2 separate regions of the Zea mays genome follow, and region 1 is linked to region 2. Evidence: chromatin contacts called from public Hi-C data. All regions are on one chromosome and are shown on one strand. The core of a region is the stretch at or near the end of the contact, and the rest is flanking DNA. Distances in the headings are between cores, read along the strand shown.

Region 1 (6,147 bases), core at 2,003-4,502, 770 kb after region 2:
GAATAACTGTTAGTGTTTTGCATATCAATATATTTTATCATATTGATTCAGTAGCAACGCACGGGCATACACCTAGTAGAATTTTAAGAAGAATCACACCTAATTTACTTTCCTAAATTGTTCCTACTAAAGTTAAACATTGTACAATCTAAAAGACTCAGTCTACTTAGTCATTAGTAACTACCATCAAATGTATGTAGTTTAGGAGAAATAATTTAAATTACAAAGTAGAAAAAGACAGGTTTAAAAGAAGCATGTGGTTATTCTGTACTTTTTATAATTTGAGCATAAAAAGTACTAAAACCTCAAACATAAAAGAATGGAAGGACTATTTGCCTATTTGGAACAGAAAAATAAGAAGCAATCCACATGCTACTGAATACATGTTAAGAACTACACACACATTTCACACTTAAAGTATAAAGGCTGACAAAACTATGAAACTAAACAATGCTAGAAAGTTCAAATGATCCAGTGTCTTACCTCGAACTTGGGTATGTTTCTCCTTGTACCGCCTTCAAATGAAAGTACTGGTAGAAAGGCCAAATTAGGACCCTTTATGTCTACCAAAAAGTTCTGTAATAACCAAAGCTATTTCAGAAAAGAAAATACATCGCATGATCACAGGCAAAATACAATTAACATAAAAACAGTCGTCTAGCTTCTTGCAAAGCCCATTTCGGCTTCTGTTTTTATACTAGAACTGTATGAAAAGGGTAATCAGCTGATCATCTTGCCACTACTACTCTACTAGGGACATTTGTCCTTTTTTTAGGAAGCTCAATTCCACATTGCTTCACCACCAAGCAAATCAAGCAATATTTCTGCCTCTTTCATGCAGTTTAATGCTATAGTAAAAAGAATTGTGTAGTTATGCTGTTGTAGTATTTCAGTTGGTAGTGATTGTCCAAGTTTCAATACTACCAGCTATTTTCCTTTCGTAAGGTGATTCTTTAAGACTGCCGCAATTGCAGATTCTAAACGAGATCAAACAGTTTTATGTAAGATCGCAATTACAAATCTTAAACATAAAGATTGGAAAAACGTATATTCTATTAACTAGGACTGTATAATCAAGACCCTGTCCCTGTGTCCTACAGGTTAGGCATGCTGTGGTTGAGGATGGTACTATTTGGTGCTTAGCTGGAGCATCAGCTCTTCAGGAGCTCCTCCTGCGACGGCCTGTAGGAGCCTAGTTTTTTTGCTGGTGGTAGTTTTTTCTCAATGTGTGTGGCACGTTGAGTTCATGTGAAAGGGGTTTTGGGACTGCTAGCCTTGTATTAGGGGTTTGGCAAGTCTTGTCTCTCCTATGTTTTTTCTACTTAATGAAATGACACGCAGCTCTCCTGCGTTTGTTCAAAAAAAAGATCATAAATATGTTGGACCATAAAACATAATTATAGTTTTGACAGCCATTATCCATGGTAGCCTCAGATAAATATCTAGAAACAAGTATCAACTCACATACTCCTGAATATAAATGTATACTTACGTCTGGTTTGGTGTCGACCACAATACCAAGAACGGTATCTTCTACAGAAGGTATATACTGTAAAAAAAAGAAGACCATGAACATGAATAAGTGACTGATCACTGCTGAATCACGATAAATAGGGAGGAACAGACTACACTATCCGCAGTCTCCCACGTTACGGTTAAGACAATATTAGGGAACCAGATCAGAACCTACCATGCTGATTAATTTCACATATGAAAACCAAAAAATCATTAAAATGGCAATAACATAGTCAATCGGTAAAAGATAAATGTGGCAATGACCACGTTCGGATGTAGATATTGGTGAACGGAATAGGGAATTAAAATCAGCTTTCCTAAATTTTGTTTTTTGATTGCACATGGAAATGAGATTTGGAATCAGAGACCTAATTCCCTGGAATTGGATTATGACTGGAAACTCCCTCTCCTAATATAGAGTCACCCCTCTTTATTCGTGGATATAGGCCACACAATTCCAAACTACAATACGGTGACATCGAAACAATAGAATTGAAATTGCATCTCATTTCAATACCATGGCTGATTCGGTATTCAACCCAGTTCAATTCCATGCCCTCCAATATCAACATGCAAACGGAGCATTAAGCATTAGTGATGGAACTTTCATTCCACTGATTCAACATACTCAGTTCACATTAGGCTAACATATTAGTTCAGGATTTTGCAGTTTTCCACAAAAAGGGACACATAATATGAATTATCTATTCAACCGACATCCTACAGCAGTGATAATAAAATACTTAACAAGTATCTTGACAAAGCGGCAGAGCCAAACCGAACTTACTCTTTTCTGTGAGTTTTCAATCCAATACTTGTTGGGTTTCAACTGCCGCAGCTTCCCAGCACTAGTCGCCTGGATGGTGTCACACTCCTACAAACCCCGTTTAATCACCAATAAGCCTCGTGCCCAAACAAACCCCATTAAACCCTAACCACTAAGTCTCACAAAAGACAACGGCTCCCACATTCCACCATGAATAGGCTTACCTGACGCAGACCCGCGCCGAGTTTAATGGTCTGGTTGTTCATCTCAGAGAGGTCCAGGACGACGTCACCAGGTACCTGACCATGGTGGGCAGTGTGAGGTGATGACCAGATCCGCACAGATAGTGCAAGTGAGAGATCAAAGTGCGGAATAGGGCTGGAAGATTTACCACGTAGTTGTCGACAAGAGGAGAGGATGCAGGCCTCCTCAACTCCATTGCAGCGAGGGTAGTAGCGCCGTGGATGGACTTGAGATTTGAGAACCACCTCCACCTATTTGAGATCAGTGAGACATCAACTGTAAAATATACATGCGAGCCTGCGAGGGACAGACAGTAGAAGCCTGGGATCTGTCCGGTACTCCGGTGGCCGGCTCCTACCTCGGAGAGTGCAGTGACGCTGACGCAGGGGCACTGGGCAGGGAGCCACGAACGCAAGGGCGGCAGGGACCAGGGTCGCTACTACTCGCTCCTCGCTGGCGGCGGCGGGTGGCGGCCGGGTGGCTGGGGCAGGGACGCAGGCGGCACCGCGGCAGGACGGGCCTGGACGGCAGGGTCGACGCCGGCGGTTGCTCGGTAGAGCCGTAGAGGAACTATGGAGAGGTCGGTGCTCGGCGGGTTGCTAATTTGCTATTGCTACTGGCGGCTGGTGGTGGCCGGCTGTCGGCCGAGAGAGATGGTGAGACTGACTCCGCGAGCGTGAGAGACTAGGGTTTCTGGGTAAATAAAGATGGATCATTGGGCCGGTCTCTGGTAAGCTGAAAATACATGTACTTTTAATTTTGGATATCTGCTAGGATCCGCGGGTGAAATATAAAAACTCGTACCCGATCCGATTTTATTACGGGTCAGGTACGAGTGAGACCAACAGGTTAAATTTCGTACCCGAATCTGACAGGTCGGATATCCGTGGATATCTGAACCCGCGGGTAAAATTGACACCGTTGTTTGCGCCTCAAATAGAGGTGTCAATGAATCCGATTTCGATTTCTATATATTAAACATGAGCGCAAAGATACCATCGATGCCGAGGTCGCGAGCGTTGAGGTGGCGAGGGCGTCAGAGGTCGCGGCCATGGCGAGGCTCAGGGCCGCCGTCGAGGCCGCGACGCTGGGTCGGGCTGCCGTGATGGCGCAGCAGACGTCTAGGTCTCTAGGAATGTGACGATCACAAATTCACAATGCCTTGTTGCTCCTCCCGCTCCTCCTCCAGCCAGTGGCGGCGTCTGGAAGCAGACTCTGCCACGTTTAGAGATGGCAATGGGTAAAAACCCGTTGGGTATTACTTGCCCAAACTCATACCCGCGAAGAAAAAATACGCCCGCTAAAAAATCCATACCCATAACGGGTATAAAATTTTGCCCAAGCCCATACCCATGCGGGTTTCGGGTACCCAACGGGTTTCCCATACCCACTAACATCAACATAAAAATAATTCATCATGTAAATGACAATCAATACATTAATAAGCTAGCATAAAGGAACAAGTGATAACTAATTTTAGCCTAAAATTTGTTACATGAAGTTTATTTGAATTAGAATATATTCAATTAATAATATTATGAGACATATTTATAAGGAATGTTAATTTTAAGGCGGGTTTTAAAAACTCATGGGTTTGCGGGTATGGGTAGTGGAAGAACAAACCCATGCCCACGTACCCCGTTGGGTTTCTATTTGAACCCATTAACAAACCTATGGGTAGAGAAATTGACCCAAACTCATACCCTAATAGAGCAAAAACCCATCGGGTTTCGGGTAGCGGGTACCCATTGCCATATCTAGCCACGTTTGCCAATAGCTTGGTCCACGCGCATGAGTTGTTCGATGTTACGTCGCAGTGGATTGCCAATGACTTTTGTCCATGCACAGGAGCTATTTGTTTGGGTAATCTGCTGTGCAACCTGGTTCGCTAAAAGTTCGTGAAGCTGCTACTTCAGATTTTTGGAACCTCTATATTTGTATCACCGAGCAAATATGGAGTAGAATCGTAGTTTATTCAGGACGTCGTAGTACCCCATGTGTCTTCTATTGAAATGTTGGTTTGTGAAGATCTTCAAGCCGGACATCGTAGTACCCCAATGTTTGGGGGGGGGTTTGTTAAGCGAGATTTATGGGGATACATGATATTTCTACGCGATTCGAGTAGTGGTGGCTTCAGCATCTTGAATGATATGCAACTCACAATAATTTGCTTTGATGGTTGTTCCTATTGACGTGGTGGAAAACCAGTTACCATTTACTATGCATGATGTTTTTATCATTGCTTGGATTATGTTCTTCTACATTACTAGCTGAATGCCCATGCGTTGCAACGGGAATATATAATACCAGTATACTACGATAACTTATATACAAAATGTGTGTTATACTGTTATGAGAAAATGTTTCAAAATTAATTTGTGATTCTGGCCATACATAAATTTTGTTATTTATAATCTATCTGTTTCACCACTACATTGCAACCATCAGTATCATGCTGACTTCGATATATGTCATGATTTGCATGGTCTCATCATTGGAGAGCACGTTTCACACATACCGGAAGAAATTCTCTCGTGCATCGTTTGTCATCAGACACGTACCACCATACGCTTTTGCTTAAACAAAAAGGCAAGTGTGTGTTTGCGAAGAAAATTAAAGGCAAGCCGGCACAAAAGCTACCCCAACGGTGGCGAGGATGACGAACTGGTTATTGTTGTCGGTCCTCCTCTGCATCACCTCTAGCGCCAAGATGACGCCACAATCCTCGATATAGTAGTCGTCGAACGCGCGCGACATACCGAGTACTGATGACTCTTGGCTGGGCTGTAAAACGAAGTGCACCCCGGGCTCATCAGCAAGGTAGTACCCCTGGCCGTTGCACCACCGGATGCGCTACTCCTCTACATACATCGTGTTCGAGGACACTCATGCAACGTCAGAAACGACCATCGTCTCAGCGCACAAGAATTCATGGCCAGTCAGTAGTGACTTACGTGGCAAGTTGGGCTTCAGGTGGACGATGAGTTGGACGACGTGATGGTGTTGTCGTCGAATGCGGTGCCCAGAACAACCCGAGAGTCGCCGACGTTGGCGACGACCACGAGGTCCCCCTGCTTGACGATGGATAGCGTGGAGCAGCCGCTGTGCACCGTGTCCAAGCGGCGGCGGCGCTGGAGCTTGTCGTACATAGCGGCACATGCGGCCACGTAGGACTTTTTCTAGAGGTCGAACTGGCAGTCGCCAAGTTTCTTCTTGTCGTCGATGAGCGACCCCAACGTGAGTGCCTCCTGCTAATGATGTTTGTTCGGGTTTCCAAGTAAGAAACATGGATTCATGTTTGGCGTTGGTTTATAAAATTGACTCACAAGTCAGATCCATGGAAAAATATTACGAAGAATAAATGTCACGCATACAAAAAAGGAATTTAAGTTGAAAACATTATTCAAACAAAAGAAATGGCATGCAAGGCTCTTCTTTAAATACTACTCCCTCTATCCAAAAATATAATTCAATAATCTCGGTGATACTTATCTACTACCACACATTGTGCAATGGTAGCAGGTGGACTTGGGGAGAGATTTAGTAGATGTGTTTTCTGTTATATATGTAGACATAAACACACATGTGGTTTAGTGGTAGCTACTGCTAGCATTTGTTTGAGA
Region 2 (6,152 bases), core at 916-3,415:
TCTAAGACATCAGTTTCTAAAAGAAAAAAACATACCGGTATGAATGTATTTCAGTGCACGGAGCATCTGATAGAGAAAGAATTGATGATGCTCTCGGGTTAAATCATCATTTGCCTTGATGACTTGGTGGAGGTCTGTATCCATCAGCTCAAATACAACATAGATATCTTTGAAGTCCCTCCTTGATGGAGGCAGCATTATATGCTTGATCTCAACTATATCAGGATGGCGTAATAGCCGAAGCAGTTTGATCTCACGTAGGATCCGGGCAGCATCAGATAAGTGCTCAAAGATATTGTGTATTTTCTTGATTGCCACCTTGTCACCAGTATGTTGGTCAACAGCTGAGCAAACAACGCCATAACTTCCTTTGCCAATGACCTCTTGGATTTTGTATCTGTTCGCATCGCCGTATTCACTGAAGAAGTCCATCTCTGACGAACCCTGAGCAAAGTTTAACATACTGAGTTAACTCTGTTCAGCAAAGCGCTACTAATAAACAAAAAACATATAGACTTATGATCAAATGGGAGGGACCAATTCAACTGAGTAGAAATGTGGAATCTGCTTGTAGAACTAAACCCAATGTCAGATCCCAAGATTACGATGGTGTGGACAGAAGGAATAGCACTAGAGAAATTTAGATTGTTCCTTGGATGATCCTAGGGTAGTAATTGCAAGAAACAACTTTCATGAGAATAGCAGATTTCAGAAGTATAATTAGAATACTCAAGAGAACAGTGAACGAGAAAAGCCAGCTATGTGAATCTTGGCACCCAAGCTTTCTTCCTAATTCCTACCCAAATGACCACTGAAAGATTATGTCACAGCCAGGAACTGGGCACTAGTAGTTTATATTACACTACACCTACCCTCCAGCGCAAACCTTCCTTTGCCTCCAGCAATGAGCAGAGCAGGGCTGGTCAAGCGTGAAAGACAAAATGAGAAGTCGAAGAATGACCCTTTAAGTGAGGGTTCTTGCGCATAGAACCATCTCAATCAACATGCCTACTGAGTGGGCATAGAATATATCGATAAGCTAATCCGCTGGAACAGATTAATCTTTTTTTTTTCTTCAAAGGGAAAGAAGGCGAGAGAGGCCACAGAATGGATTAAGATAAACACGAACTACTCAGCGAATCTAATTCCTCATTTGCGATACCTCTAGGACCCAACTGAAACCAGCTTTTTTTTTCTGCCAAGGAGCGATTTGTATTCGACACAGTTGGAAAAGTCGCGAATGATGCCATTTCCTTTGGAGGGCAGAAAACAGAACGTGGCCCAACACCGGAAGAAGAGAGTTTCAGATATTACCAAATCCAACAGAGAACCTCCCGGTAATGATTCAGAAAGGCTCTGATCCAGGAAAACCATGAACCGAGAATTCTCTTTGGCAGGCGCACGAACCTGAACTGTGTCGACTCCACAACTCAAATTCAAATCCAAGTACAGCTCCACGCGACCGTCTTCCCGCAACGAAGACGAGGGACGATTGCGGATAAGGAAAAGAACGGCACGAGTAACAAATCCTTACGGCTGACGTGCACATCCAGGACCAGGAAAACTCGAGGCGAAGAACGCTCCTTTTTGTTTCACATGTATTTCAGAGCCGCCATCTTCTTGCAAGGTCCAAGCCGGCAGGCCAACCGATCTGAAACGCCAACAACAACCCAGACGACCGCGCGTCCACCCGCACCCCAACCACCCCCACGAGAAAGAAACCAAACTCCTACCGACGACGAGACTGCGAAACGAGAGCCCTGCCCCTCACCTTCCTCCGCTGCTGCTGCTGCTGCGGCTGCTGCTCCGGCGCCTGCATCGCTCCCCGGCCGCCGCCTCAGCGTGAGCGCTCCTCCGCCCGTGAGGCTACCAGCATTTGCCCCGGCGCGCCGCCGCATGCGACGCCCGCGCTCCCGCACGGACGAGAGTGGAGATCCCTGGCCCCTCCTCCCTACCTCCCCGTCCCAACCCGATCGAGCCCGCGACCGCGACGCTGCCCACCCGGGACGCTCGCCTCGCCCCGCGCTGAGTGAGGCCCCCGCCTCGCTCGCTGCGAGTCTGCGACTGAGCAACTCGCGGCGAGGGTGGAGGTGGGGAGCTGTGGTGGTGGTGTAGCGTCCCGCGTCCGATTCCTGATGGTGTAGCACGGTAGCAGTAGCACCGCAGCGGTGGGGGTTGGGGGCCGCGTCGCGAGGTGGCGTTAAAACGGAAGACGAGCCAAGAGGCCGAGAGCCGGATATCGGATAGATAGCGATATTATTTGTTCTATATTTATTTTATATTTGTCTTTGGATATGCATTCGTTTTCGTTGCATCGATTTTGATCCGCACTAATATCGAAATAAAAGAAGGGATCTAAGGAATAACGAAGGCTAAACTTTTTGTTTTTTTATTAGTAAAAAACTAAATGCTTTATTTGGACATAAGAAACTTGCGATATCGAGAAGATATACACCAACTAATCAATAGACAATCCATAAAGCAATTAATCATGACCAAATTTGTAAGCCCACCTGGATATTGAGCATTTAAGCATAAGAATATGATTCTTTTTCAATGAGTAGTTTTGGATAGGATAATATCGAGTTATTTTGAATAAGACTTAAATAAATATTAATGTCTTAAGTATCTAACTTTAATTGTATGGATATGGATATGGATATAGGTTAGGTACTAATCAGATACTAATAAATACTAGAAGATGGATCGGATTTCACCTATCTAATTCAAAACGAACAAACAATATGCATATTATTTTATTTAGAAGGTTGTATGATTTATAGAGACTAATTTGTAATTTCTATATTTTATTCTATTTTAGTCCCTAATTTTCCAAATAGAGAAACTAAATTTTATTTTAGTTTTAATATTTTACAATTTAGAAACTAAATTAGAATAAAATTAAGAAACTAAAAATTATTCTCTAGAAACCATTAAACCAAACAGTGTGTACAACTGTTTACCTATATAATTATTTGATATATTATTTTATATAATAGACTGTGCTCTTTATATAGTGAAGTTTAAAAATAAATATAGATATAAGTAAGATGTACGTCTCTCTCTCAAAGTCTCAAATCGACCGACCTCGTGCCGTGCGATGGATGCGCAGGGAGGCGGCTCTGGTCGGGTTCGCCTCGCCGGGCGATTCCGTGATTGCCGTCCGTGACTCTGCGGCTCCGGCTCCGGCTCAGCGCCGCCGCTACTGCAGTTTTTTTTTTCGCTTCTTTTGGTTGATGTATGGAAGCGGGGCTGTGGAGTTACGTTCCTTGGCCCCGCCATGTGATATGCGAGCCAGGACAAGCACGCCAGGCTTGTTTTGGTTGCGCACGGTACGGGCTGCGGTGCGCTGACGGGGGTCGGTGGCCGACTCCTACCGCCGAGCCTGCAGCCTGGTGTGGTGGCCGACTGGCCGCTGCGGCTGCGGATGGACGGGCAGCTTGCCCCGAGTTTTATTGGGTTTTTTTGCTGTGGATTTTGCGTTTTCGGTTTCGGGGTTTGACGTTGGCGCACCGTTTGGTTTTGGTCGGTGCGGCGGCGAGACCGGTAGCCCGGCAGGCAGAGCAGGCTGCAGCTGCAGGCCAGACGCGCTTTCTTTCAGAGCCTGCATGCCTCGCCTAGTCGCCTCGTCACTCATTTTTTTTCCGTCTGTCGCATGGGTGTGCTAGTGGACCGAATTGTTCTTCAGTATAACCGTATAGGATAGGAAGCTTCGCGTGCTTCGGGACTTGGGTGTGGACGTCTGCCTGCTGCCATGATATAGCCACGCAGTTATCGTATGGTAGTAGATCTGGGCCGCGAGCTACCTTTTCCACAGAATAATAATAATAATACGCTACCGTGGATCGGTAGGGTTCAGCCTCCGTTGCGTGCATGGCATGTGCGCGCGGCTGATCATACACGCAAGTTGTATTATTGTTTCCAGTGCAGAGGAACGCGCATCATCGCATGCATTAACTAAATCCATCGTGGATTAAGAGTTCGCGGAGCTAAGTTTTTTTTTAATTATCTCCCTTGTCATATTCTGAACATACCTAGACGTGTGTGTCATTTCACTCTCTTTGAACAATTAGTACTCCCTCCGTTTCGTTTTAGTTGTCGCTGAATAGTGCAAAATTGAACTATCCAGCAACAACTTAAAAAATGTAGGGAGTAATACAGAATCGCCAGGAGATATCCGTCCGGCGATGATCATTTTCCTCCCAATGACGACTATGCATTAATGGCAGCTGAATAATAATGTACGTACTCCCTCCAGTACAGTAAAGGTAGTCGTTTAGGACATGATTGTGCATACCAAGGAGTGATTAATTATCATAGAGTTTTCCCTGTTTGCCCCTATTAAATAAGGATATGGGTGCATTAACGTCACTAAAACAATCAAGCTTGATTGGTTGCTGCAGCAGCTCCAAGGCATTCTAGACTAGAGGTCTCAAGTTCGATTCCTCTTAAATGCATCTTTTTTTGTGCAATTACTAGGGGCAACAACGTCCAAATCCCAGACACACGCGCGCTATGACTTCTTTTTGTGCACGCTCGGTCACGCGCAGGATGACTTCTTTTACTGCACCGGAGGGAGTATGTCGCTCGGTCTCTTTTTTCTCTCCAGAAAACTAGTTGCAAATTAAATGAGAGAGCTCTCAATAATGCGTGTCACACGCGGTGCATTATTGTGAAGGCGCGGGAGAGCCAATCATCTAAACAATTATTGCACTCGTTTGATGATTGCTGAACAAAATTATTCTCACGGTGTTGTTTTCTTCGTGACCTGTTCCTGTGGTTCGGTCGGTATATATCTCCGGAACAATATGCTTACTACTACGCAAGGCACTACAAATCGCCTCCCCGCGTGTACGTATGACGGGAAAAAACAGTGACGTGGCTCATCGTCAGCCATTGGATCGGTACCGGAGGACTGAGCCACACGTCGATCGGGGTGTGCCTGTGCCTGTACGATCCGCGTTCCCAAGTTCTCTCTGCGTTTCCATCTTGTCTGAGTCGCTCGTGTGATCGTGTCCACTTGTTTAAGCACGCAACATGTGCATGTATTTGTAACGTGTGGCGTAGATGGCAGCTCAAAGTATCCGTCCACACAACACACGTACGGCCGGTGCGCGGTTTTCGTGCCTTGCATTTGCATTTTGCACAGTAGTTTGCACGCATCGTCAACTTCAATAATAATAATATTAGTAATGCAGTTTTTTCTGCGCGCGTGCTTCTCACACTCTCATAGCCAATAGCGTAGTATTGATTGCCGTGGCTTCCATGGCACAGGTTGCACCTGTTTGACATCGTCTACCGTGCGCCCCTGGTTCACATCTCTGATCTCCCGTGAGTGGATCACCGCCGCCGCACATCGTTGCACCTGTTTCGATGCCACGCACAGTACATTTTCGCTTTCGGTAAAACCTGTGCCTGTCACGTGATGGCCGGCTGGTCGGCAGGCTAGCTATCACGATTCGCCAACTTTTCCTTCTTTTCCCCCCTATCCAGTGTCACATGCACATGCTGCAGCAACGCGCCAGTAGCGAAGCGGACAAACCTGTGCACGAGCTGTCGCTCTCACTGAAAAGCGGCGTCCCCCATCTCTAGGCTCAAAGCCTCAAACCCATCCGGACCGCCCGGCGCAGTTGGTTCGCATCATCGGTTCATGAACGCGCGACCTGGACCTGGAGTGTCCGCCGCTCCTACGGTACAAGTCAGCAACTGCGAGTCTGCCTTGCTTCTCCGTCGTGCATTTGCAACAAAAAAAAAAACTGCATTCGCCGTTGATCCGCAGGCGATGCGACGGTGTGATGTGACGCGATACGATGTGATCGAGCGAGCAGCACACACAACTTCGCACGCTGAGACAGAACAGAAGAGGAAACCGTGAGGGCGCCGTTTTCCAGGTTGTTAGATAGTACTCTGTCTATATCATTAAAAATAATTAAATTTTTAATAAATAATAATATCTAGATACTATATCAACGTCATTACATTATTTATTAATTAAAAATTTTACAATATATTTATTACATGTTATAATATTTTATATTTTTTCTATAGAATTGGTTAAAGAATATAGCGTACACACGTACAGAGAAGACAGATAATAAATATGAGTAAGAGTATATATAGTGGTGTTTAATATAAAAAGTTCATGAGGTGTT

The links. A called contact is a pair of places that touch in the nucleus more often than the background predicts.
Region 1: a Hi-C map of tassel shows a contact between it and region 2, with 3 times the contacts expected there. The contact joins the promoter of LOC103651400 here to the promoter of LOC100279919 in region 2. A contact is called at or near these places in 2 of 25 Hi-C or Micro-C datasets (leaf and tassel).

Annotation. Positions count from the first base shown.
Region 1 is chr3:217,491,252-217,497,398 of Zm-B73-REFERENCE-NAM-5.0, forward strand. LOC103651400 (putative exosome complex component rrp40) reads right to left here and starts at 3,253. Exons shown (of 10, transcript NM_001301497.2): 1 at 2,883-3,253; 2 at 2,673-2,775; 3 at 2,506-2,580; 4 at 2,303-2,389; 5 at 1,493-1,549; 6 at 484-576. The coding sequence starts at 2,720.
Region 2 is chr3:216,725,602-216,731,753 of Zm-B73-REFERENCE-NAM-5.0, forward strand. LOC100279919 reads right to left here and starts at 2,166. Exons shown (of 10, transcript NM_001367119.1): 1 at 1,772-2,166; 2 at 36-444. The coding sequence starts at 1,819.